7 separate regions of the Mus musculus genome follow, and all the other regions are linked to region 1. A link is a contact called in public HiChIP or PLAC-seq and promoter capture Hi-C data. All regions are on one chromosome and are shown on one strand. The core of a region is the stretch at or near the end of the contact, and the rest is flanking DNA. Distances in the headings are between cores, read along the strand shown. Region 1 holds the start of 4930405A21Rik (RIKEN cDNA 4930405A21 gene). Region 2 holds the start of Ergic3 (ERGIC and golgi 3). Region 3 holds the start of Spag4 (sperm associated antigen 4). Region 4 holds the start of Eif6 (eukaryotic translation initiation factor 6). Region 5 holds the start of Rbm12 (RNA binding motif protein 12). Region 6 holds the start of Nfs1 (nitrogen fixation gene 1 (S. cerevisiae)). Region 7 holds the start of Blcap (bladder cancer associated protein).

What was found. Promoter capture Hi-C pulls out the DNA fragments that hold promoters and counts their contacts. HiChIP or PLAC-seq counts read pairs in DNA pulled down with a chosen protein or histone mark.
Region 2: a contact with region 1 is called in a promoter capture Hi-C map of liver, with 2.4 times the contacts expected there. The contact joins the promoter of Ergic3 here to the promoter of 4930405A21Rik in region 1. A contact is called at or near these places in 2 of 39 promoter capture datasets (cranial neural crest and liver), 2 of 484 Hi-C or Micro-C datasets (CD4 T cells and LSK cells) and 2 of 9 other capture datasets (adipose tissue and liver).
Region 3: a contact with region 1 is called in an HNF4G HiChIP or PLAC-seq map of pancreatic cancer cells. The contact joins the promoter of Spag4 here to the promoter of 4930405A21Rik in region 1. A contact is called at or near these places in 1 of 115 datasets of contacts at active chromatin or transcription factors (pancreatic cancer cells) and 2 of 9 other capture datasets (adipose tissue and pancreatic islet).
Region 4: a contact with region 1 is called in a promoter capture Hi-C map of pre-B cells, with 2.8 times the contacts expected there. The contact joins the promoter of Eif6 here to the promoter of 4930405A21Rik in region 1. A contact is called at or near these places in 6 of 39 promoter capture datasets (the C10 cell line, frontonasal cranial neural crest, liver and 2 more), 1 of 484 Hi-C or Micro-C datasets (CD4 T cells), 3 of 115 datasets of contacts at active chromatin or transcription factors (bone marrow-derived macrophages, large pre-B cells and thymic regulatory T cells) and 2 of 9 other capture datasets (adipose tissue and liver).
Region 5: an H3K4me3 HiChIP or PLAC-seq map of bone marrow-derived macrophages shows a contact between it and region 1, with 3 times the contacts expected there. The contact joins the promoter of Rbm12 here to the promoter of 4930405A21Rik in region 1. A contact is called at or near these places in 2 of 39 promoter capture datasets (liver and pre-B cells) and 1 of 115 datasets of contacts at active chromatin or transcription factors (bone marrow-derived macrophages).
Region 6: a contact with region 1 is called in a promoter capture Hi-C map of liver, with 3 times the contacts expected there. The contact joins the promoter of Nfs1 here to the promoter of 4930405A21Rik in region 1. A contact is called at or near these places in 5 of 39 promoter capture datasets (the 3T3-L1 cell line, the HPC-7 cell line, liver and 1 more).
Region 7: a contact with region 1 is called in an H3K27ac HiChIP or PLAC-seq map of regulatory T cells, with 7 times the contacts expected there. The contact joins the promoter of Blcap here to the promoter of 4930405A21Rik in region 1. A contact is called at or near these places in 5 of 39 promoter capture datasets (liver, neutrophils, pre-B cells and 1 more), 3 of 484 Hi-C or Micro-C datasets (CD4 T cells, embryonic stem cells and regulatory T cells), 3 of 115 datasets of contacts at active chromatin or transcription factors (memory CD8 T cells, regulatory T cells and thymic regulatory T cells) and 2 of 9 other capture datasets (adipose tissue and liver).

Annotation. Positions count from the first base shown.
Region 1 is chr2:156,719,123-156,722,313 of GRCm38.p6, forward strand. 4930405A21Rik (RIKEN cDNA 4930405A21 gene) reads right to left here and starts at 1,787. Exons shown (of 4, transcript NR_040505.1): 1 at 1,584-1,787. All of the region lies in intron 7 of Dlgap4 (DLG associated protein 4), which reads left to right.
Region 2 is chr2:156,006,075-156,009,356 of GRCm38.p6, forward strand. Ergic3 (ERGIC and golgi 3) reads left to right here and starts at 1,954. Exons shown (of 13, transcript NM_025516.5): 1 at 1,954-2,154; 2 at 2,291-2,361; 3 at 2,490-2,577; 4 at 2,786-2,905. The coding sequence starts at 2,067. It also overlaps a transcript of 6430550D23Rik not described here.
Region 3 is chr2:156,063,716-156,066,925 of GRCm38.p6, forward strand. Spag4 (sperm associated antigen 4) reads left to right here and starts at 1,498. Exons shown (of 12, transcript NM_139151.4): 1 at 1,498-1,956; 2 at 2,419-2,523; 3 at 2,852-2,918; 4 at 3,090-3,151. The coding sequence starts at 1,647. It overlaps Gm39970 (a long non-coding RNA gene), which reads right to left and starts at 899. Exons shown (of 3, transcript XR_866890.1): 1 at 290-899.
Region 4 is chr2:155,825,567-155,828,400 of GRCm38.p6, forward strand. It overlaps Eif6 (eukaryotic translation initiation factor 6), which reads right to left and starts at 1,359. Exons shown (of 6, transcript NM_010579.2): 1 at 761-1,359; 2 at 559-644. The coding sequence starts at 867.
Region 5 is chr2:156,110,676-156,113,817 of GRCm38.p6, forward strand. Rbm12 (RNA binding motif protein 12) reads right to left here and starts at 1,290. Exons shown (of 3, transcript NM_029397.3): 1 at 1,111-1,290. Cpne1 (copine I) reads right to left here and starts at 1,290. Exons shown (of 16, transcript NM_170590.3): 1 at 1,111-1,290.
Region 6 is chr2:156,142,438-156,145,729 of GRCm38.p6, forward strand. It overlaps Nfs1 (nitrogen fixation gene 1 (S. cerevisiae)), which reads right to left and starts at 1,749. Exons shown (of 13, transcript NM_010911.2): 1 at 1,583-1,749; 2 at 930-1,021. The coding sequence starts at 1,703. Romo1 (reactive oxygen species modulator 1) reads left to right here and starts at 1,716. Exons shown (of 3, transcript NM_001164216.1): 1 at 1,716-1,843; 2 at 2,022-2,152; 3 at 3,165-3,292. The coding sequence starts at 2,022. The coding sequence ends at 3,273.
Region 7 is chr2:157,564,952-157,567,815 of GRCm38.p6, forward strand. Blcap (bladder cancer associated protein) reads right to left here and starts at 1,410. Exons shown (of 2, transcript NM_016916.3): 1 at 1,297-1,410.

The DNA.
Region 1 (3,191 bases), core at 537-3,036:
TTATTTGGCTTCCAGATCACAGACCATCATTGGAGGAAGTCAGGACAGGAACTCGAGCAGGGCTGGAACCCGGAGGCAGGAGCTGGTGCAGAGGCCATGGACCTTGCTGCTTACTGGCTGGCTTCCCCTGGTTTGCTCAGCCTGCTTTCTTATAGAACCCAGGACCACCATGAACTGGGCCCTCCCCGACTGATCACTAATTGGGGAAATGCCTTATAGCTGGATCTCATGGAGGCATTTCCTCACCTGAGGCTCCTTCCTCTCTGATGACTCTAGCTTGTGTCAAGTTGACACACAAAAGCAGGAATGCACAGCTTTTCACTGTTCAAATTTTCTTTTCTTTCTTTCCTTCTTTCTTTCTTTCTTTTTTTTTTTTTTTTTTTGGTTTTTCGAGACAGGGTTTCTCTGTATAGTCCTGGCTGTCCTGGCACTCACTCTGTAGACCAGGCTGGCCTCGAACTCAGAAATCCGCCTACCTCTGCCTCCCAAGTGCTGGGATTAAAGGCGTGCACCACCACGCCCGGCTTCAAGTTTTCAAGGGATTTACCAAAATGGTGACCCAAAGGGGAAACCAGCTGCCAGTCTATCTGGAAAGGACCCTTTACCCTCTCCTAGAAGCCCAGGCTCATGCAGGAGGGTCTGAGGCCTATGTGCCAGTGTTACACCTCAGGCCTGGGTCAGCCAACTGCTCCTCTATGCTAGCCTGACTTGGGCAAGGACTCAGTCAGTCACAAAATCGTCCCCATACACACCTTACAGGACCTGAGGCGGGGGGCTGGGAGGGGGGTGACCAACAGAGAAGGGTGCTGACATTCCTCTAGGACCAAGGTCTCAGACTTGGTGAAGTCCAAATTGAAGCTGCCAGTGAGTTAGTTCTTCTGTTCAAGAGAGTGAGCTGGATCAAAGGGTCAAAGACTTGCTGGTGAAAATTCTGTCTCTGCCTGGTTTCTCTCCAGGGGATACTCAGCACTGGGGAATCCCAAAGAGAAAGGGGGACTTGCCCAAGGTTATGCAAGAAGTGTTACTGAATCGAAAGGACACAGCAACACATGAGGTGTCATAGCCATTCAAGAATTTACTTTGTATTTTCACCTAAAGCAAATGAAACTGAATAGCATGGTGTAGCCAACTCCTGCTTTTAGAGTGCTTAGCACAGTGCTGGCATCAAGTAAGTTTGTTGCTTTTGCCATTATTGTGTCTTAATGCAAAAGGTAGACTGGAAACAGTGTTACCTTCTTCATTTCCCACAGTCCTCTGTCAGATCCCAGTACAGAAAGCAGGCAACCAGCGGGCTTGCCAGGCAGCAAAGATCTGTGCTTGGCAGAACCTTCTGTAAATGGACTGTCAGTCTGTGGGCGGGGAGGGGGCTCACTCGGTTGTCACATTTTACAGAGGCACAGAAAGGTTAAGCATCTAACCTAAGGTCACACAAGTGGGATACTGAACCCGTCCTTAGGACCCTTGGGAGCACAGCAAGGGATGAGGCAAAGAGGCAACTAGAAACTGCGCGGCTGAGTAGCTAGGACCCGCGTGCGGGACAGAAAGCCCACGGTGGGCTCTCTCCTCAGCCTCAGTTTCCCTACCTACAGCGAGGCGTCGCCACCAGGGTGAGCCCGCAGGGACGGACGGCCACTCCAACTCCCGTACAGACCACGCATTGCGTTCCAGCTGGAACCGGTTTGGCGGGGCGGTTCGAGAGGGCGGAGCCCCTCACTCGGGCATGCGCGAGTTGGCGCGGGCGCGCACTCCCTTTCAAGACCGGCCGGCCAGGGCGTGGGCCGCGCGGTACGCGTGCGCGCTTGCGCTGTGTCCCGCTTGCGCGCGCCCCCTGGCGGCCCCGGAATCCCGGGCGACGCGCGCGCGGCTGACGCGAGGGGCGGGGCCGGCGCGGGGCTTTAACCCGGAGGCCCCGCCTCTCGGGCGTACAAAACCGGAGCCTCGGGCCGGGCCGCGTGAGGGAGGAGGGTGAGTGCCCGCCGCTGGCCGCAGCTGCCGCCAGTCCATCCGTCACTCCGTCCGTCTGTCCGACCCACGTCGTCGCCGCCGCCGCCGCCGCCTCCTCAGCCCGGACGCCCGGGGCCCGCCCAGCGCCACCCGGAGCAGCCGCGGCCCCGCGAGGAGACGGGCGCCGCCTCCGCCCGGCCCTGCCCTGCCCCGTCTTCCCGTCTGTCCGTCTGTCCGTCCGCCCGCTCGCCCGCGCTTCCGTCCTTCTGTCGGGCCACTGGCCCTCGGGCCCGTGTCTCCGCTGAGCCCGCTTTGTCTCTCCCTAGCTCGCTGTCTCTTTGTCTCTGCTCTCGCGCTCTCGGCCCCTCCCTCGCTCCAGGATCTCGGGTCCCCTCTCCCAGCGCTCCTCTCCTCTCTTACAGCCACGGGTTCTGGCACCCCCATTCTTCTGGACTCCCTAGATCTTTTGGGGCCTCTCCTTCAGAACACACTCCACTCCCCCAGGCCTTTCCTGAGCTTACCACACATCTTGAGGGTCCTTCTTGATGCATGTGCCCCTGATTTCCTGGGGGTTATCTCCACCTAGTCCGCATTTCCCGGAGGGTTTCCCACTTCTCCGGAGCCTCCCATAGCTATCAGAACCTTTTACATCCCTTAGTGGTCTCCTTGAACCCCCAGTGTCTCCCCAGCTCCCTAACTTAAGAACCTCTGCCTTTCCTGGATTTGTCCGCTGTCGCTGTCACTGTCTCTCCTTGTTCTCCGAGCGTCCCACTTCTCTGGACCCGGTCCCCCCCACCCCCCTTGCTCTCCCTGCTTCTTTCACGCGTCTGTGTCGGTGGTCTCATTGCTGTCTCTAACGCCTGCCTCAGCCTTCTCTGCCCGGGGCTCTTGCTCCTTTGCTTCTCTGCCCGATCCCCTGTCGCCCCTTTTCTCTGCTCCTTGTCACTCCCTCTCCCTTTTCTGTCTCTGCCGGGTCTCTGGGTCTCTGACCCCCATCCGGCCCTCATGGCTTTGTGTCTGGAGCTCTTGAAGCAATGTGAGTGGTGGGGTGTCCGGGTCGGGCCGGGCGGAGTCATCCCGCAGGCTGGCCGCGGCAGAGGCTCCATGGGGTTGGCGCTGGGGCAGGGGCTGGCGCTGGGGTAATGAGGCTGTGGGGCCTCTGGACCAGGGGAACAAGGATGGTGGGGCCAGGCTGTCTGGCGAGGGGGTTGGGGGGAAAGGGCCTTCCTGCCCTGAGGCTTCTGCTT
Region 2 (3,282 bases), core at 704-3,203, 710 kb before region 1:
CATGAACTCATGCATAAGTTATAACCACCTGGTACAATTTTTGTTTGGAATATTTTTATTTTTGTATGAGTGTTCTGTGTATATATATGTATATATATATATATATATATATATATATATATATGGTGCATGCCAGAAGAGGGCATCAGATCCCATTACAGATGGCTGTGAGCCACCATGTGGTTGCTGGGAGAAGGGGGCCTATGGAGGGTAACTAACTGGGCTTGTGTGTGTGATAGAAATACATTATGAATATGTATGAAGATTTCATAAACCCATTATCATGGATAATCAACATATCCTAACAAAAACATTTAAGGTCTAGATGTGGCAGCACATGCCTTTAATCTCAGCTTCTGCAAGGCAGAGGCAAGCAGAATTCAAGGCCAGCCCAGGCATAGTGAGACCCTATCTAAAATAAAATACAAAATAAAATCTTAAAAACTCTCTTTGGGTGAGCCGGGCGTGGTGGCGCACGCCTTTAATCCCAGCACTTGGGAGGCAGAGGCAGGCGAATTTCTGAGTTCGAAGCCAGCCTGGTCTACAGAGAAAAAAACAAAAACAAACAAACAAACAAAACAACAACAACAAAACCTCTTTAGGTTGACAGGAAATTGAATTCAACAGCATAAAATAGATTCCTAAAGTGGGATTTATTATCTGAAGCAAGAGTTCTACGTCAAGACCTTTAAGCTCAAGCATGGAGACTGAGCACAGCATGGTTGCTGGCTGCTCTTTCAGGGGACCCTGGTTCAGTTCCCAGCACACATTGGGTGACTCAGAACTGCCCATAAGTCCAGATTTCAGGGATCCAATGCCCCGTACTATCATCTGGTACACATAAACACATGTAGACACACATAAAAATAGTTAATAAATCTTCAAAACAGAAACCTCCCATGAGACGCTAAGAGGCTGAGGCAGGAGTCCAGGTGTTCCTGGTCAGCCAGAGCAGCAGAAAGACACTTTCTTAAAACAAAACTATTGAGCACTTTGTTTTAGTCTTTATAGCGGTATTAAGCTGTCTAGAGCTAATGGGTTACAACAGAAAGCAAATAAGGGTTTGTTTAATCTCCACTCCATAGCCTTGTCCTGGAGGGGTGGAATCAGCGAACGTCTTTATTTTATTTATTGACCCACACTGGGATTAGCACTTGGACGCTGTTTAAGAACCCAGGGTACTCTGAAGTCCAGAACTGGGTTCCACTATTGATCAGTTTAAGCTTGAAAAAAAAAGCAAAGTTAACACCCACTCTCTTTTAAAAATAACTTATAGATTATATTTACTTTTTTGTGAGTGTAGTCAAGGGCACGCCACGGCATTCATATGGAGGTCAGAGGACATTTTGCAAGAATCAGTTTTTTTCCACCATGTGGGTCCTGGGTATAGAACTCAGAATTGGCAGCAAATGCCTTCACCTTGCAAGCCAGTTAATACCCACTTCCCCCTGCAGAGATTCTCATGCCTTAACCGCATTGGAAACACCTTGGAGCCACTTTTGACTTTCTAATGAGGGAACCAATGATTTCCTTGGAACCGATTTCTTTCTTTCTTTTTTCTTTTGTAATTTTTCAAGCCAGGGTTTCTTTGCGTAACATCCCTGGCTGTCTTGGAACTCTCTTTGTAACCCAGGCTGAACTCGAACTCACAGACATCCGCTTGACTCTGTCTTCTGAGTGCTGGGATTAAAGAGTGCGCCCACCCCGGTTTGGAACCAATTCTAATTAACGCTGCGGTGGCTCTGGCGGGGTCAAGTTGGAAGCGCTGTCCTAAGAGATCCAAAGGTCCAAGGAGAGGCACTTACCACAGGTGCTGTCACTCCGCACCCAAGCACCGCCCTCTGTGCTCCCAGCCCGCCCCTCTCGGAGCACTGCCCAATCCGCGCGAGGAGGCGTGACAATGTCCACAAGCTAGACTGCCTTTGAGGAGGCAGGTGAGGGGGTGGAGCCCCACTTACGCACCGCTACGCCTGCGCAAGACAGCGAGGGGCGTGACCCCGGGTCCAGGCCGGAAGCGGGAGGCTGGAGGGGCGGGCCGGCTGGTGTCCCCTTTCCGGCCGGTCCCCATGGAGGCGCTGGGGAAGCTGAAGCAGTTCGATGCCTACCCTAAGACTCTGGAGGACTTCCGGGTCAAGACCTGCGGGGGTGCCACGGGTAGGTCTCGGCGCGGGCAGGGTTGCAAGGAGGGAGCTGTCCTCGCGTTCGGCCCGGGCTCCCGGACCCTCCGTGGCCTGCTAAGGGGCTGAGGGGTGGGATATAGGCCGTTCCAAATCTCGCTCTCGCCCTGCAGTGACCATCGTCAGTGGCCTTCTCATGCTCCTGCTTTTCCTATCGGAGTTGCAGTATTATCTCACTACGGAGGTGAGGGGCGTGGCCTAGAGCGTGGGCGGGGCCTGGCATTCTAAGGGCAGGACCCTTAAAGGTGGGAGAGGGGAGGAGAGGCGAGGAGAGGCATAGGGGCGAATCTGACTGAGGTAGACATGCTCTAGGTGCATCCTGAGCTCTACGTGGACAAGTCTCGGGGGGATAAACTGAAGATCAACATCGATGTTCTTTTCCCGCACATGCCTTGTGCCTGTGAGTACCCGATTGTGAGTGGGGAGTTGGACTCCTGGACGTAGGGTGGGCTTCCAGATTTACACCTCTGGCCTTAGATCCCAGAGTGAATGCCAGGCCATCCTCATTCCCCGAGTCCATTTCTTCCTCAAGATACATCTTTCCCATCAAAGCTCAGCTCTCCGGGTCCCTGGTGTCGTAGCGCCTTAGCTTGCCTCTCTGTTTCCAGACTTGAGCATCGATGCCATGGACGTGGCCGGGGAGCAGCAGCTGGATGTGGAACACAACCTGTTCAAGAAACGACTAGACAAGGATGGCGTCCCCGTGAGCTCAGAGGCTGAACGGCACGGTAACCAGGGGAGGGGGACAGGTCTCCGATCCTACAGCTGGACATGCCTGCCTTCCACACATGGGCCGTTGCAGGCTCAGTGACACCGTAGACAGAAGTCAGCTGGCTTGCTTAGGGTTCTACAACTATTAAAAATCAAGAGTCAGTTGAATCCATGCTTCTGGTATTGGAACATTGAGTAGAATACCTTAGGGGCTGGAGAGAGGGCCCAGTGGTTAAGAGCAAGACACTTTGCTCGGTTATCGTTTCTCAAGCTTGAACATGGGTCTTCCTTAGGTAAAGGAAGTTTGCTTGTCCACCTCATTGGCTAGAGTACTGTCCCCCGTTGCAGTGCGAGTATCCTAAGATTAAGAGCTTAAATTCTCGAGTAGAGTTGC
Region 3 (3,210 bases), core at 248-2,747, 660 kb before region 1:
AGCTTATTCTCTCTCTGTCTGTCTCTGTCTCTGTCTCTTTCTCTCTCTGTCTCTCTGTCTCTCTGTCCCTCTGTCTCTCTCTCAGCTGGGAGTTGTGGTACATGCCTTTACCTCAGAGCTTGGGAGGTGGGGGAGGCAGGCAGATCTGAGCTCCAGACTGGCTTTGGCTGCATAGTGAGACTCTGTTTTAAAAGTGAATAGGAGGGGCCATAATAAATGTTTTAGTGTGTTGGATGATGCTCTGTTCCTTCCTAATATTTACTGCTTCCCTAAATACTAGGGCACTTACCAGGCTAGACCCGTCTAGGTACTGCAGGATACAGAAGTGAACAAAATCTAGGTGCCATTGTAGCTGGTCATGATGGACATGATGACATGCCCATAGTCTCAGGCTTGGGAGACTGTACCGGGAGTATGGTCCTGACTCGGGACCATCCTGGGTTATATATCCAGTACCAGGCTAGCAAAAGAATCAAAGCAAAACCTCTTGTCTAAATTACATAGGAGATTGGGGCAATGTCATAATCAATAAAATGTGCGGAAGCCCGGGGACCCATGTGCAGATACCCAGCACTGTAGGTAAAAAGCGACAGACCAGAGCTCAGGGGACTGTGATCCCGACTCTGAAGAGAGAGAAACAGCAGAATCCCTAGGACCCGTTGGTTAGCTCTCTAGTCAAACTTGTAAGAGACCGTGACTCAGAACAGAGAGGAGGAGTTGAGATGGCCCAGTGGATAAACCTCACGCTTGCTGCCTAAGCATGAGGACTTGCTTGTAAACCCCGAATCCACATAAACAGAGGGTGCTGTGGTACTTGCCTGTCACTGAAGCTCTGTGGGAGTAGGGACAAGTGGAACCATGGAGTCGTCCCAGCCCTCGTTCAATGGTTCTCAAACTGTGGGTCGGGACCTCCTTTGCAAACCTCTATCTCCAAAAGTTTATTCATAACAGTAGCAAAATTACAGGTTTTCTTTTAAAGACTTATTTATTTTATGTATATGAGTACACAGTTGCTGTCTTCAGACACACCAGAAAAGGGCATCGGATCCCATTACAGATGGTTGTGAGCCACCATGTGGTTGCTGGGAATTGAACTCAGGACCACTGGAAGAGCAGTGAGTGCTCTTAACCGCTGAGCCACCTTTCCAGTCCAACAAAAATATAGTTATGAAATAACAATGAGAATAATTTTATGGTTGGAGGTCACCCAACATGAGGAACTGTATTTAAAGGTCGCAGCATTAGGAAGATTGAGAACCGCTGGGGCCTAGTTGAAAAAACAAAACAAAAAAGTGAGCCCCAGGTTCAGAAAGAGAGAATCTATCTCGAAAGCTAAGGTGGGGAGCAGGAGAAGACAGCAGCAGAGATCAACTTCTGGATGGACACACACACACACACACACACACCCAAACCATGAACAAAAATGTATCAGGAAAGGGGGATGGGCTGCTGGCTCCCAGTGACGTCACGGGCGCTCTGTGACGCGGCTCCTCTGTGACGGTGACAACAGCACAGCAGCGGGAGGGTCGGCCGAGCCGCCGCGGGGCTCACGCAGGGTGCTACCCTGCGGCGCGAGGCAGCTGAGGAAGGGCCGAGGGCTTTGGCTGCGGCGACTTCGGCTTCCCAGAGGGGTAGCCCAGGTCAGGATGCGGCGGAGCCCCCGCTCAGGCTCGGCCGCATCCTCTCATAATCACACACCCAACTTCTACAGCGAGAACAGCAATAGTTCCCACAGCGCGACTTCGGGGGACAGCAATGGGCGCCGGTCCGCTGGGCCGGAGCTCGGGGAGCCCGAGGGCAGAAGGGCCCGGGGCTCGAGCTGTGGTGAGCCCGCCTTAAGCCCAGGAATGCCCGGAGGAGACACATGGGCAGGAAGCTCTCGGCCGAAGCTGGCGCCTCGGAGCCACAATGGGCAGACCGCCTGTGGCGCGGCAACCGTGAGGGGCGGGGCCTCGGGTGCGGGCGGGGTCGAACCCGGGGGCGAGAGGGCGGGGCGGGCTCGGGGGCGGGGCCCGGCGCGGACCTGGGTGCAGAAGCCCCGACCTGGCTCACGAGGGGACGTGCTCGACACGTGTCCCTCGGGGGCGAGCTCGGTGCCATGGCCGGTCCCGGGAGGGGGCGGAGGAAATCCTGTGCCTGGGCATGGCTGAGGAGGTGCCGCAGGGCCGGCGTGAGTGTGACCCTAGTCCGGCCGCACGGGGACTCAGACTGGGGGGCGGTTTCCACTGATTGAGACTCTCCAGCTCCGGGTCTGGGCGTGTGCAGGGAGTGTGACCTGGGGCAAAGGCCTGGACTAAAAGCCTGTTTGAGAGGCTGCCCAGCTGTTTGGCACTAGGGTCAGGAGCCTGCGCCCGGGCCCCGAGGGGAAGAGCGGGCCTGTGGTGCACAAAACCTCAATGGTGCCCTGGGCTCTTGCAGAACCGTCTGGATCTTCTGTAGTTTTGGAGGAACAACTCAACCTTCTCCCGATCCTGGATCTGAGGCAGGAGATGCCTACCCCGAGGGTGTCCAAGAGCTTCCTGAGTACGAGCCAGGCCAGCCCCATCCCCTCTGACCTTGGCACTCAGAACCCCATTTCTGCTGAGTCTGAGTCAGAGAAACCAGCCCAGATGCCCTTTGACCTCTGCTCTCGGACCCCCGCCCCTGTTCCCAGTTCTCCTCCTCGAGCCTGTGCCCTAGTGTCCAGCCTCAGCTCATTTCCCCAAACGACCCTTGCCTCCTGAGCCCCAGACTCTTGTCCTCCGCACCACCCCAGTCCCCACCCCGGCTTCTCTTGAGCCCTTCTGAACCTGCACTACCTCACCTTCATGGATCACCCTCTCTGAGCTGCTTCTCCGGTCTCCGTCCCTAGGCCTCCTCTTTCAGGTGCTGAGCATGGTGTTATCCCTGGCAGTCGATGGGCTGGTCTGTGTGTGCAGGTCAGAGGGAACGGCAGGGCTCAGGGAAGGGCAGCAGGGCTGGCCCCACCCAGGCTAGAGCAGATCCAGATCTGCTTGAGTTCCCAGAAACTGGGCGGGTCTAGGACCCCCACGGTCGAGGCTTGAGTGGTTCAGGGCCTCTAGGCAGCAGCTTCCACTCCTGTTCTTTAGGGAAATCTGCTCCATCCGCTTCCTGTTCACTGCTGTGTCGCTCCTGAGCATCTTTCTGGCAGGTGAGGAGCATCGATTCCCTGGGACCCAGCTCTGCAGGTTTGGGGCCAAGTCCAGCCCC
Region 4 (2,834 bases), core at 109-2,608, 890 kb before region 1:
CAGGCGGATTTCTGAGTTCAAGGCCAGCCTGGTCTACAAAGTGAGTTCCAGGACAGCCAGGGCCATACAGAGAAACCCTGTCTCGAAAAAAACAAAAAAAAAACAAACAAAAAAAGAAATTGTAAGAATTAAATGCAGCTGAACAGGGTGACCTGGGACCTTAGTTATTTCCTGAGGGAGAAACTGATGCTCAAAAACAAGAAGCAACTTGTTCATATTCAGAGGCAGGAGAGAGATGCAAATCCTCTCCTCCGCCCTTAGGTGTGGGACTCTGTAAGTCACATAGTTCCGAGCGACAACCCATGCTTTCCAGTATCCCTGTGAAGGAAAAACGAGACCAAGAATGATAGCCAGCACTTAATGGTATTTCGCTCCGGCTACTCTCAAGTCTGAGAGACAGTGTTCTTGATCTGCAGTTCGAGTCCCACACACCCGTCAGATTCCAAAGTCCACTGGGCCCGAAAGCCTGGGAATCCCCCGATCACTGGGGGTAAGCTCCAGGAAACTAATGACTCAGAGTGCTTCGCTGTGTCCCTCGGCGTCTTCCACCCGCCTTACCCACACACATGCGCCCGATGATTCGGCAGCCGGCGATGGATGCGTGCACCACGGGAATGGCATCGGAGAGCTCACCCTCGAACACACTGTAGAAACACGGATTCGCTGCTTACTGGGGTGGGTCGCTCTTTTCAGACCTCTCGCTCTCCGCCTCCCTTCCCTTCCCGCCCCGGCGGCTCGGGACCAGAAGCTCTCGCCTCACCTATAGAAGTTCTCTGAGCCTCCGATGGCCACCAGGCAGTAGGCGTTTGTGAGTTTGGCAAAACAACCGACCTCACAGTTGTTCTCGAACGACGCTCTGACCGCCATGAGAGAGGCTGGGGGGCAGCACGACTGCGGGTTCTGGGCCGACAGATCCACTCCGGAGCCGGGTCAACCAGCCTCGCCTCCTCAAACCCCGCCCTCTCGGGCCCCTCAGATGCCCGGGCGTGCGGACGGATCCCTCCTGGCTCTCCTGCCCCAAGTCCTCTCGCCCTGCGACCCGGAACTGACTTTTGCCGCCCAGAGTCCCAACAGCTCACCAAGCGACTCCAATGTCTACACGCTGCAACAACTTCTCCCGTAACTAGCTTTCCGTTTCCGCCTCCTCCCAGGCCCGCTTCCGGGAGCGCGCAGGAGCCGGGCGGAGCTGCTGGTCACTCTAGCCCCACCCTTTGGGAGGACTCGATGGTTACTAGGTGACTCCGCCCGACCCCGCCTCCTGCACGTTTTCTTGCTTTAGGTTTTTGGCTTCACCTCCTAGTGGGTCTTTTTAGAAGGAATAATCAATCAAACCTGAGGCTGGGCAAATGAAAAGATGAGGAAATGAGGAACCGGTGTTGTCTGGTTGGAGCTGGATTGATTGGAGGGCTTTATTTACCGAGTAAGGACGGGAAAAGGGCGGATTTGAGAAAGAGGATAATCACACCCCGGCCACGCGGACGGAAGTGGGAATCTGGACCAGTGGCAAGGGTCAAGGGTTGAAGATTGAAATTTGGCATAGAGATCAACCAAGAGACCAGGATAAAGTGGTTGGAGGAGGCATAAGAACCATAGGCTGAAGAAGACAATGGAGACGGGGAAATGTGTTACGGAGAGATTGGAGGAGAAAGGGTTCTAGGGTAAGCAAAGATCTGAGAGCTGACTTGCTTCCTTGATGTGTTTATCACGCAGTTTATCACCCCATCAGCAGCCCTGGGGATAGTGGTATGGCCCATTTTCATAGAATAAACTTGTCTCAACTAGTGTAGAATATACAAAAGTCCCCAGGGTGTCTCAGAATGCCACAGTGGAAGGTAAAAGGAGCAGAGAATCACTTACCGCAGACTGTCTTATGCCATTCATTCTTCTCCAAGAAGATCTGATCTGAAAGGGGCATAAATGGCGCGGCGCCCTTTCCCCAGCCCCATCATACAGTCCCATAACCGAGAACACATCAGATTGCTACGGGGTCTAGCCACAATTGCCTTTATTGATTAGTACCATGCACAGTCTCCTGCAGGTGCTAAGTTCAGGAGAAAGACCCATGACCAGCTGCAGCCCGAGCTTCCAGAGACATTCAGCAAGGTGGTCTGTGTGTTTGTGTCTAAGTGTTCAACTACGTGCTCTGCTTATCTCCCCCAGCTCACCCCAGATCCGCTCATTGAGCCCCACACCACTCTCTGGCTTACTCTACCAAGAACTCTTAACTCTCCTCCACCTGGCTCTCCCCCTGTCCTTCAAGACCAGCCTCCAAGTCAGCCTCTCTCTGATAAGCTTTGTCGATCGCTCTACTATCTCCATGACCCTCTGTCCCTAATACAGTTTTCATCTAATACATCTGTCTTGTTCTCTGAGGTTTGTGCTTTTAAGCTTCAGCCCTCAGAATCTGCATCTAAGTAGCCTTTCGGCTCTAGGGAATGTTCAGGGTGAGGTTGTGAGCACAGCTTGGTGCAGAGTTAGGATGAAGAGTCATATGTGTATTTATAGTTTCTGAGTCTCAGGGGGGCTCTGCAGTGTGTACTAGAAGCTTGAATTTTCTGTGGCCATTCATTTAGGCAGACCATATTGATTATGTACCTGCAACAGAAGTTTTATTTTTGAGTTAATCAGAGAGCTCTGTATACTCGCTCTATGCATCTATGGGTGTACCTAGTCATTGTTCTCTGTGTACTGTACGGGCATCTGAAACATCCTTGTAGTGTCCATGTTTTATGTACATAGAAACACAGGAACTGCAGATTCTATGTGTTGTGTCTGGGCAAACAAAATTCAGATTTAGAGCCAGAGGACAATGGACTGGCAGAATTCCCTAACCT
Region 5 (3,142 bases), core at 40-2,539, 610 kb before region 1:
TTTTCCCACCAAGTCATATAATAAGATTCGCATCAACTTAAATCTTAACGTACACAATAAAATGGTTTCTGCCAACTGCACACACTCAGTCATCTCGGAATCTAGGAGCCAAGAAGGCTTTAGGACCCAGAATACTTCTGCAACACAGCCTGTAATTCGCAACTTTATCTACCAGAATGAATGGATCTTTAGCACTTGAATAAACCACAGGGGACTCCTTAGAACTTCCAATAAAACACACACTTAGGTTACTAACTCGCTTACTAACACGGGCACTCCAACCTGCTACGTTAGTCCATACCCCAATACTAACCTGTAGATCTTTAAAATGCCTTTCCTTCTATTTTACGCGGCTGCAAAGTGGCGCCGCCAACCTTCAGACAGTAAGTAAGCTATCTAAGACACCCACCCTCCTTCCTCCAACTCCCAAAGGTGCTGCAGATAGCAGCCCCTCCCCTAGTTGGGAATCAAGGACCAGCCATCCTAGCTACAATTCTTCAAGCCTCTCCGACCTACAGGGCGGCTCCAATCACCTACACTTAGGAAGCCCCTCCTCAGCGCTAGACCTAGGAAGCTATACACTGCAATCCCTGCACCTCCAGGCCCTAAAAGCGACCGGTTCCCAGCCTCCCAGGACACCTTTCCTCCCCATAGGAATGTCCCTAGTGTAGTCCACTTTTGCAGGTCATAGGCCACTAGGACCTCTTCACTTCGGGGCAGAGGTGAGAGTTAAAACCTCGTTCCCGCTTAAAGCCAACGAAGCCTTCCCCACTAAGCGTGCAGGCGTTTTCATCGCAATCCCCCCCCCCCCGACCCGGTAGTTCGCAGGCCGCGAGGCCACCCGATGCTGGCCGCTTCCCCTCTCAGGACCACCGGGCATCCCCGCTAAGGCCCTGCTCCCACTTCGGCACGCAGACTCCACCTTTCGCATCCTCGGAGGCCCCGGAGCGTGAGCGGCGCCCCAGGACCCCCGCAGCCCCGCCGCGACCCTTTGTGTTGGGCGCTCGCGGCCGCGGGCTCCGAGGCCTGGGAAGGCCCCGCCCCGAGGCACCAAGGAGGCGGCTCGAGCCCCGCACAGCCCCGCCCGTTCCGGGGCTGCGGGAGTCTTACCGGGGAGAGCTTGCGCGGCACCAGAACCCAGACCCGAGTTACCCCCCGCGCGAGTGCCTCAGCCCTGCGGCCGACAGCCCCAGCCCGAACGGCTTTCCCGGAGCCCACTGCAGCCAACACCTCCACAGCCGCTTCACAAAATGGCCGCCCGCCCGCTCCGGCGCTCCGCGTTCCCGGAGTAGGCGGGGCGCCGCTGCCGACGTCACCTGATGGGAGACGCAGGCGCGCTGAGGATTTGGGGTGGGGGCAAAAGCTCGGAAGTTGCAGGTATTTGTGGTGAACCCGGTATTTTAGTAGCTGTTTGCAAAGTCAGACCTGAAGCTATTGTCCAAGGTTCCTTGCAGAGCTTTTAAAGTACAGGCTCCTTTGGCTCTTGGAGACCCCCGTGAAGGGAGAAAAACAATGCCTTCACTGCAGAACTGTCTTGAGGATTAAACGCACCAAGAAGCAAAAGCTTGAACCTTTTTTTGACTATTGAAAAAAAAAAAAATGGGAGGCAGAGGCAGGCGAATTCTGAGTTCGAGGCCAGCCTGGGCTACAGAGTGAGTTCCAGGACAGCCAGGACTATACAGAGAAACCCTGTCTCGAAAAACCAAAAAAGAAAGAAAGAAAGAAAGAAAGAAAGAAAGAAAGAAAGAAAGAAAGAAAGAAAGAAAGAAAGAAAGAAAGAAAGAAAGAAAGAAAGAAAGAAAGAAAGAAAGAAAGAAAGAAAGAAAGAAAGAAAGAAAGAAAGAAAGAGAAAGAAAGAGAGAGAAAGAAAAGAAAGAAAGAAAGAAAGAAAAAGGAAGGAAGGAAGGAAGAGAAAGAAAGAAAGAAAGAAAGAAAGAAAGAAAGAAAGAAAGAAAGAAAGAAAGAAAGAAAGAAAGAAAGAAAGAAAGAAAGAAAGAAAGAAAGAAAGAGAAAATAATCCTGCTTGGCAGTGGTGGCACAAGCCTCTAATCCCCGCACTTGGGAGGCAGAGGCAGGCAGATTTCTGAGTTTGAGACCAGCCAGCACTACACAGAGAAACCCTGTCTTAAACACACACAGAAAGAAAGAAAGAAAGAAAGAAAGAAAGAAAGAAAGAAAGAAAGAAAGAGAGAGAGAGAGAGAGAGAGAGAGAGAGAGAGAGAGAGAGAGAGAGAGAGAGAGAGAGAGAGAGAGAGAGAGAAAGGAAGAAAGGAAGGAAGGAAGGAAGGAAGGAAGGAAGGAAGGAAGGAAGGAAGAGAAAATATTCTTCTGCCATGGGGCTGGAGAGATGTCTCAAAGGTTAAAAGCTCATACTGCTCTTCCTGGCATCTTAAATTCTATGAGCTACATGGAGTGGCTCACAACCTCCTGTAACTCCAGCCTCAAATCTGACTCCCTCCTCTGGCCTCTGTAGGCAGCGACACTAATATGTACAAACTCTCACACAGAGACATTAATAAAAATAAATATAAAAAGAGTAAAATATCTTTCAATATTTCCTATAATCCCCAGTATTTGATTATACAGGGAGACCTAGGCTCTACCAGACTCTGCCCCTTGATTTTGTGTGTGTGTGTGTGCGAGAGAGAGAGAGAGAGAGAGAGAGAGAGAGAGAGAGAGAGAGAGAGAGAGAGAGAGAGAGAGCGCATGCGCGCGGGCAAATAAGAGGGATGGAGAGAGAGAGGAGAGAGACAGAGAGAAAGAGAGAAAGAAAGAGATTTTCTTGCCTCTATCTCCTGGAATTTTGGTGTGTACCTCCTTGTCTGGACCTAAGCTTTTCATAGTCACTGTGCCTTAAGATCAGGATCAAAAGCCTGTGACTTCCATTTCTGAATTGTTGTTCATTCCAGACTAAAAGTCCTAGAGAAGTCAATAACCCAGTAATAATGATGCCTAATATAATAGAACTATTCTGTGTTAAATGGCAAATGAATAAACAATAAGCTTAGCTGGGTAGGACCAAGCCCCAAGGTCACCACGCCCTTAATCTGCTTGAACAAGGGATTCAGCTCCATTTCCCTACCTGAACCGGATATTTTATATTTTTTCCTTTCTAAGCTTGCTACGCTTGTTCAAAATGCTC
Region 6 (3,292 bases), core at 499-2,998, 580 kb before region 1:
TTAATTTTTTCATTTACTTATTGAAAGATAAGGTCTTATGTAGTTGAATCTGACCTCATATTTATAAGCCTGCCAGGTTGCCCACTTCAAACTGCAATGTTCTGCAATTCCCACAAGTCTTTCTTTAATTTTTTCATTTACTTATTGAAAGATAAGGTCTTATGTAGTTGAATCTGACCTCATATTTATAAGCCTGCCAGGTGTGCTGATACACACTTTTCTTTTCTTTTTTCTTTTTGGGTTTTTTGAGACAGGGTTTCTCTGTATAGCCCTGGCTGTCCTGGAACTCACTTTGTAGACCAGGCTGGCCTTGAACTCGGAAATCTGCCAGCCTCTGCCCCCGCCCCCCATGCTGGGATTAAAGGCATGTGCCACCAATGCCTGGCACATTTAACAAACAAACAAACAAACAAACAAAAGTTTGAGGGGGCTGGAGAGATGGCTCAGCAGTTAAAGAGCACTGACTGCTCTCCCAGAGGTCCCGAGTTCAATTCCCAGCAACCACATGGTGGCTCACAACCATCTGTAATGGAATCTGATGCCCTCTTCTGGAGTGTCTGAGCATAGCTACAGTGTCCTTGTGTATATATAAAATTAAAAACAAAACAAAATAACAACATAGGTTTGAAACTCCCTATGTGGCTTAGGCTGGTCTTAAGCTCACTCAAACTACCCATGCCACACTGTCCAGCTCCAACACCCGAGCAATTACTATTAGTTATAATGCCTGTACTGGAAGGATCTGACAGGGTCAGTAGCTAAAAAACAGTAAAGCCTTTTCTACTAAACTAACATCTTAGCCTCCTGATTCCTGGCAGCTCCTTTTCCTAGCACATTTAATAGTTCTCAAGTCGGATGAATTTTAGCCTGTCGGTGAAATTTGTCCTTCTAACCTTTCCTCCCTACAAAGAACCTCTGTTAGTCCTTACCAGAGGAGTGGTGGCCTGTACGTCCATGTAGAGAGGTCGCAGCACTGCCTCTGCCTCTGAGTGAACAGGCGAATGGGGGCCATGATCTACAACTAACAACAGATAGCAGTGGCAAAGTGAGAAACCGTGGACGAAGGGCACACAAAACAACAGATGGTCAAAGCTTCTTTGAGGTGAATTTAAGGAAGGCGGAGGTCCAGTGTCAAAGTAAACAAACAACAACACGCGCTGAAAGACATCGAGTTAAGTAATAGACACAGGGTTCTTGGAAAGGGCGCGGGCAGCAGCAGTCGGGGGCAATGTTTAAACTACATAGCACCGAGTGGGACGAGCTGTAAAAAGCAAAGCCATTTAGAAGAAAAGTGAAAAGCGCAGGTTCCTTCAAAGGTTCACGGCAGGAGGAAGCTCATCTAGCATCTTTAAGACTTGGTCAGGAGAGAACTGAAGGATGAGAATTCCGCTCAAGGGAAGTGCGGAGCAGTATGTAAGGGCCCTCCCGAAAACAAATAGGAGACCGGGCGACGGGAAGGTTTAAGAGACTGGGCGATGGAACAAGGCGGGTAGGATCCGCAATAATGCAGTGCTTAGCAGCACCGACCCAAGGGGGTTCGCTCCTCCAGAAACCGTGGGAACGAAAAGGAAAGGGAACGTACCGCGCAGGCGCAGTCCCCGGGTGGGCACCGAGGACCTTCCCAGGGCCAAGGAGGTAGCCGCCAACGACGCCCGCCTCCAAGCGGCTCGCAGCAGCATGTTCCCAGCCACAGAGCCCACCATCCGCGGCGCTTGCAAGTCCTCAGCCCATGCTCCCGGAAGTAACTGCGCTGTGCTCCGGAAGCGATCCCACGGACCGCGAGCGCCCTCCGCCTAGCATTCGGAGTGAGACGTCGAGCTGAGCGATCGCAGCGGAGAACGAGGTGAGGTGGGGCCCGACAGTGGCCTGCGTCGCGCGTGCGGGGTCCTCCATCGCGAGGGTGGTGGAGGCGTGCCGCGGGCTGGCTTCTGACCCGGGTGCTATGTGACCCTGCTGTGCGTCCCCTGGCCGACGCCACGGCTGGTGACCAGGCCCTCACTGTCCTAGCACTCTCGCCGCAGATGCCGGTGGCCGTGGGTCCCTACGGGCAGTCCCAGCCCAGCTGCTTCGACCGCGTGAAGATGGGCTTCGTCATGGGTTGCGCAGTGGGTATGGCGGCCGGGGCGCTGTTCGGCACCTTCTCCTGTCTCAGGTGAGCCTCGCGGACAGAACTTCCTGCCTTCCGAGGGCTCCAGAGCCCACTCAGACGAGGTTGAAAGCACAGGATTTACGGATCTGAGTTCTAAAGTCAAAATGGCTTTCTGACTCCTTTGTTAGTTCAGTGTTATTGAGTTTAGTGGAGTACTGGACACTTACCTCCACTTTTGTAAGAGCCAATCATATTAGTATGATTTACATTATCTGGCACGTCGTAATTACTTAGCGAAGGGTTATTATTGTTGCATGGCGTTTTAACTCCCAACTGCATGTAATGAAGCAAGCCTGATGAGAATTAGGTGTAGTGAAATATTCTACCTCTGAGATAAACTGCTATCACATTTGGATACTGTGCTTATAAATTACTATTTACCCAGCACTAGTTTAATTGTAGTGCTAAGTACTGTAGTTAACCACCGAGCATTAGCTGTGAGCACCTTAAATCCACCAGCACTCTGGACGGAGTGGCAGATTCCTGAGTTCGATACTAGCCTGGTATATAAATGTGAGTTCCAGACAGCCAGGGCTGTTACACAGAGAAACCGTCTCAAAATAAATAATAATAATAATAAATAATAAATTAAAAAGTGTAGTTACCGAGTCTGTAATGTCCATTTTACACTTTATGCAGTTTATAAATTGCAGCGCTTGACTCAATCTAGGTTAAACAAAACAAAACACTAAGGAATTATCTAGAAGAAAACTGGCTACTCAATGATAAAATACCATAGAGGCACAAACACGACTGCTTTCTTGCCCATGTACTTCATTATCTCTGCATCTACAAACTAATGCAGCATTCAGCACAGGTCCTAGAGACCCTAGATAGATATTTTCCTTGTCATTGCTAATCCTATGTGGGGAAGAGTAGCATTTTAAGAATGACAAATGAGATTGTCAAGCTGTTAGTGCTTAATATATTCAACAGATTTTAAAGGGGGGTACTTAGTTCAAATCTCTATTCCTGTAATTGTATTCCCAAATTGCTTTCTTGGTTTCCTCCTCAGGATCGGAATGCGGGGTCGGGAGCTAATGGGCGGCATTGGGAAAACCATGATGCAGAGTGGCGGCACGTTTGGCACTTTCATGGCCATTGGAATGGGCATACGATGCTAATTAGGGCTAGGATGCCCTG
Region 7 (2,864 bases), core at 160-2,659, 850 kb after region 1:
TGGAAATAATCCTGTCCCCCTCCCTCCACAGGGCTCATACCACACCAGGATACAGATTCCTGAACATTCCCAGGGCAGAGCCAGAAGACAGAGAGGAAGGCAATACAGGGCTCTTGGTAAATCACACAGTCACAAGCTTGAATGGAATGCGTGTATTTCAAAGAGAACAAGTAAAAAGGGCAGCCTAACTCTCATCCCCCTAGAAATAACAGGTAAGAAGTTAAAGTGTTCTGTCAACAACTTTAAGATGACCATTTTCAGATCGAGAATTGATCTGGTTCCTGGAAACTGACCAAGGTTCCAGAAATCCAATCTTTAAACAGGAACTCTGGCCATTAATGAATCTTGACTTAAAAGAAACAAGCCAGCTCAATCTAATGCTTGCCAGGGGCACATAAAATGGAACTTTTTTTGGGTCCTGGCTTTGGTGTTGCAGTTCAGATGGCTGACAGGATGGCTGGACCATGTCAGACAGGGCAGAGCTGTCCCCAATATATCAGTTCCCTGAAAGGGACAAAGAAGATCCGAACCTATAAACAGAAATAACCTATAAACTAGAACGGGCCCCAGTTTCCCAAGTAAAAAGAGACAAGAGACTTAGAAGAAACCTAAAGGTGGTTTGGCAGAGAAAGGAAAAAAAAAAAAAAATCGACTGTCCCCATCCCCCATTCTTCCTTTCCAGCCAGGCACTCCGTTCCTTCTGCTGCCCTTGAGTGCCACTCCCCACAAACTGGAGAGGGAACCGGTGTCCAGACTCGACGAAAAGTTGGTGGAAGTGAGAAGCACACGGGACCCGTAGCAGATGGTCACCCTATCACTCCGGACACAAAAGAGAGCGTTCGGGGCCCACTTCTACTTTCTCCCCACACTCCTTCGGATAAGGGTGGGGGAAGAAAAAGAAAAAAAAAGGGGGGGGGGAGAGAAACTGAAGTGGCGAGGAAAGAGTGTCCAGCCTCCCAGAAGCTGAGCCCCTCGCCAAGGTCCGGAACAGAGGAGGTGGTGGTCGCGCCCGCCCCTCCCAGCCCCGTCCCGGGAGCGCGCTGACCTTGGAGGCCAGAGTGACAGCTAAGGAACCCCGGAACCCACCCAAGGGACGGGAAGGGACCACCCCCAAGGCCCAGGTTGGGACGAAAAGGGGAGGTCATCTGACGCCAGACAAGGGTGCGCCCGACCCCGGCCGCGCGGAAAGCCCCGGCGAGAGGCCAAGCGACGCCTAAGGTGACCCCGGAGGGCTAACATGGCGGCGCGGCCGCACCGAGCGCTCTCACCCTGCCCAGGCGGGCGACGCCACGATACCTGCGAGCCCCACCATGGCACTGCCGCCACTGTCGCCGTCGCCGCCGCTGCTTGCCTCCACCTTAGCTCGCCACCAACGCCGCAGGAGCTGGGGAGACGCCCCCTTCGTCTTCTAGTGGAGCGGTCCAAGGACCCCCGGTCCAGAACCGAGCTGTCTTCTGAGAACGCCTGACAAACTGGCTCAAAGCGAGGCTACTCTCAGACACTCTCCCCTCAGTATCCGCCACGAAATGTCCTTTCTGAGTTTTTAGTAGACTTGAATAAAATTATGGGGCGCTAAGGTCTTCAAACCCGTGGAATATTTGGTCAGGCGTATCTTAGGCAGCCCCGAACCTCCGGCCCATGGTCCCCTTCATGCATATGCAGCAGATTGTGATTCTTACTCTTTGAGAGCTCCGCGGGCGAGCGAGGTGTAGTTACGCTGATGAGCGTAACTCCGCAGAATCCTTAGCACCTTGTGATTTGTGTACTTTGGGAAAACTTCTCGTGGCTCAGATCTGGCCCTTCAACCACGGGCTGAGGACGTGCTTCCTCCTTGGTGAGGAAATGGCTTGCCCCAGGCTTGTTAATGTCTAGATGAGTCAGTGTGGTCACTTACTAGCTTATTAGCCACGTTCCTGACCTCATACTGTGCGCAAGCGCAGTGCTAGAGGCTAAGGAGGTACAATTCTACTCCTGACCCCAATTTTCTCAGTCACCAGGGTGAGAGTGAGTGTCGGGGGATAGTGGAGAGACTACCACCCAGTAACCACTTGTAGTCGCACCAGTACATGATTTGTAATTAGGCATCGTGGAAGGCACTAGGAGGCAAAGTAAAGAGAGGAGAAATGAGTGGAATCCTGGTGTCTGGAGTGGGCGAGGGTTGGGGCCGTCTTAGGCATATTGAGTTTGTGCATTGTGTGAGTGAGGGGTCTTGTTCCAGACATGGAGGTGACAACCCTAAGGGTGGAAGGTGAACAAGGAATATGACAGGTACCTTGGTCATGAATTTGAATTTTTGTCTTGAGAGACATGGGAAGCTATGTTCTTCGAGGCAATGAAAAGAAATCTGGGTCTCTCCGAGGCCATTGACTTTCAGGGTTAGAAAACATGAAAGTGAGGTTTGGGACAGGAAGCCAGTTAAGCAACCAGAACATCTTTCCAGACACAAAGTCATGGTGACTCAGACAGGTAGTGACTAAGGGAGCTAGAAGAGATCATATCAAACTGGGTGCGGGAAGCACATACTGAGGCACAGGCATTGACTCCTAAGCTGTGGCTGTAGGGATGAAGAAGAGGTGAAGAGCCCTTGGCCAGGGTGGAAAGGCCCGAAGACAGGCTGCTAGGGGACAATCAGAAGTGGGACAGAGAACTCAGTAGCGGAAATGCCTGGGCACACCGTGGATGGAGAGAGTGGACCTGTATAAGGGCTGGTGGGCCTCCCTCAGCACACGGGTCTTGGTAGTGTCTAGAAGCCAAGGGGATCCAAGGCAGGAAGGAAGGAGGCCAATGGTGATCTAGGGAGGAGCTGGGAAAGGAACTGCAGAAGCGGGGTGCAGCAGACTCTCTTGTCCCTACTGCCACAGGCT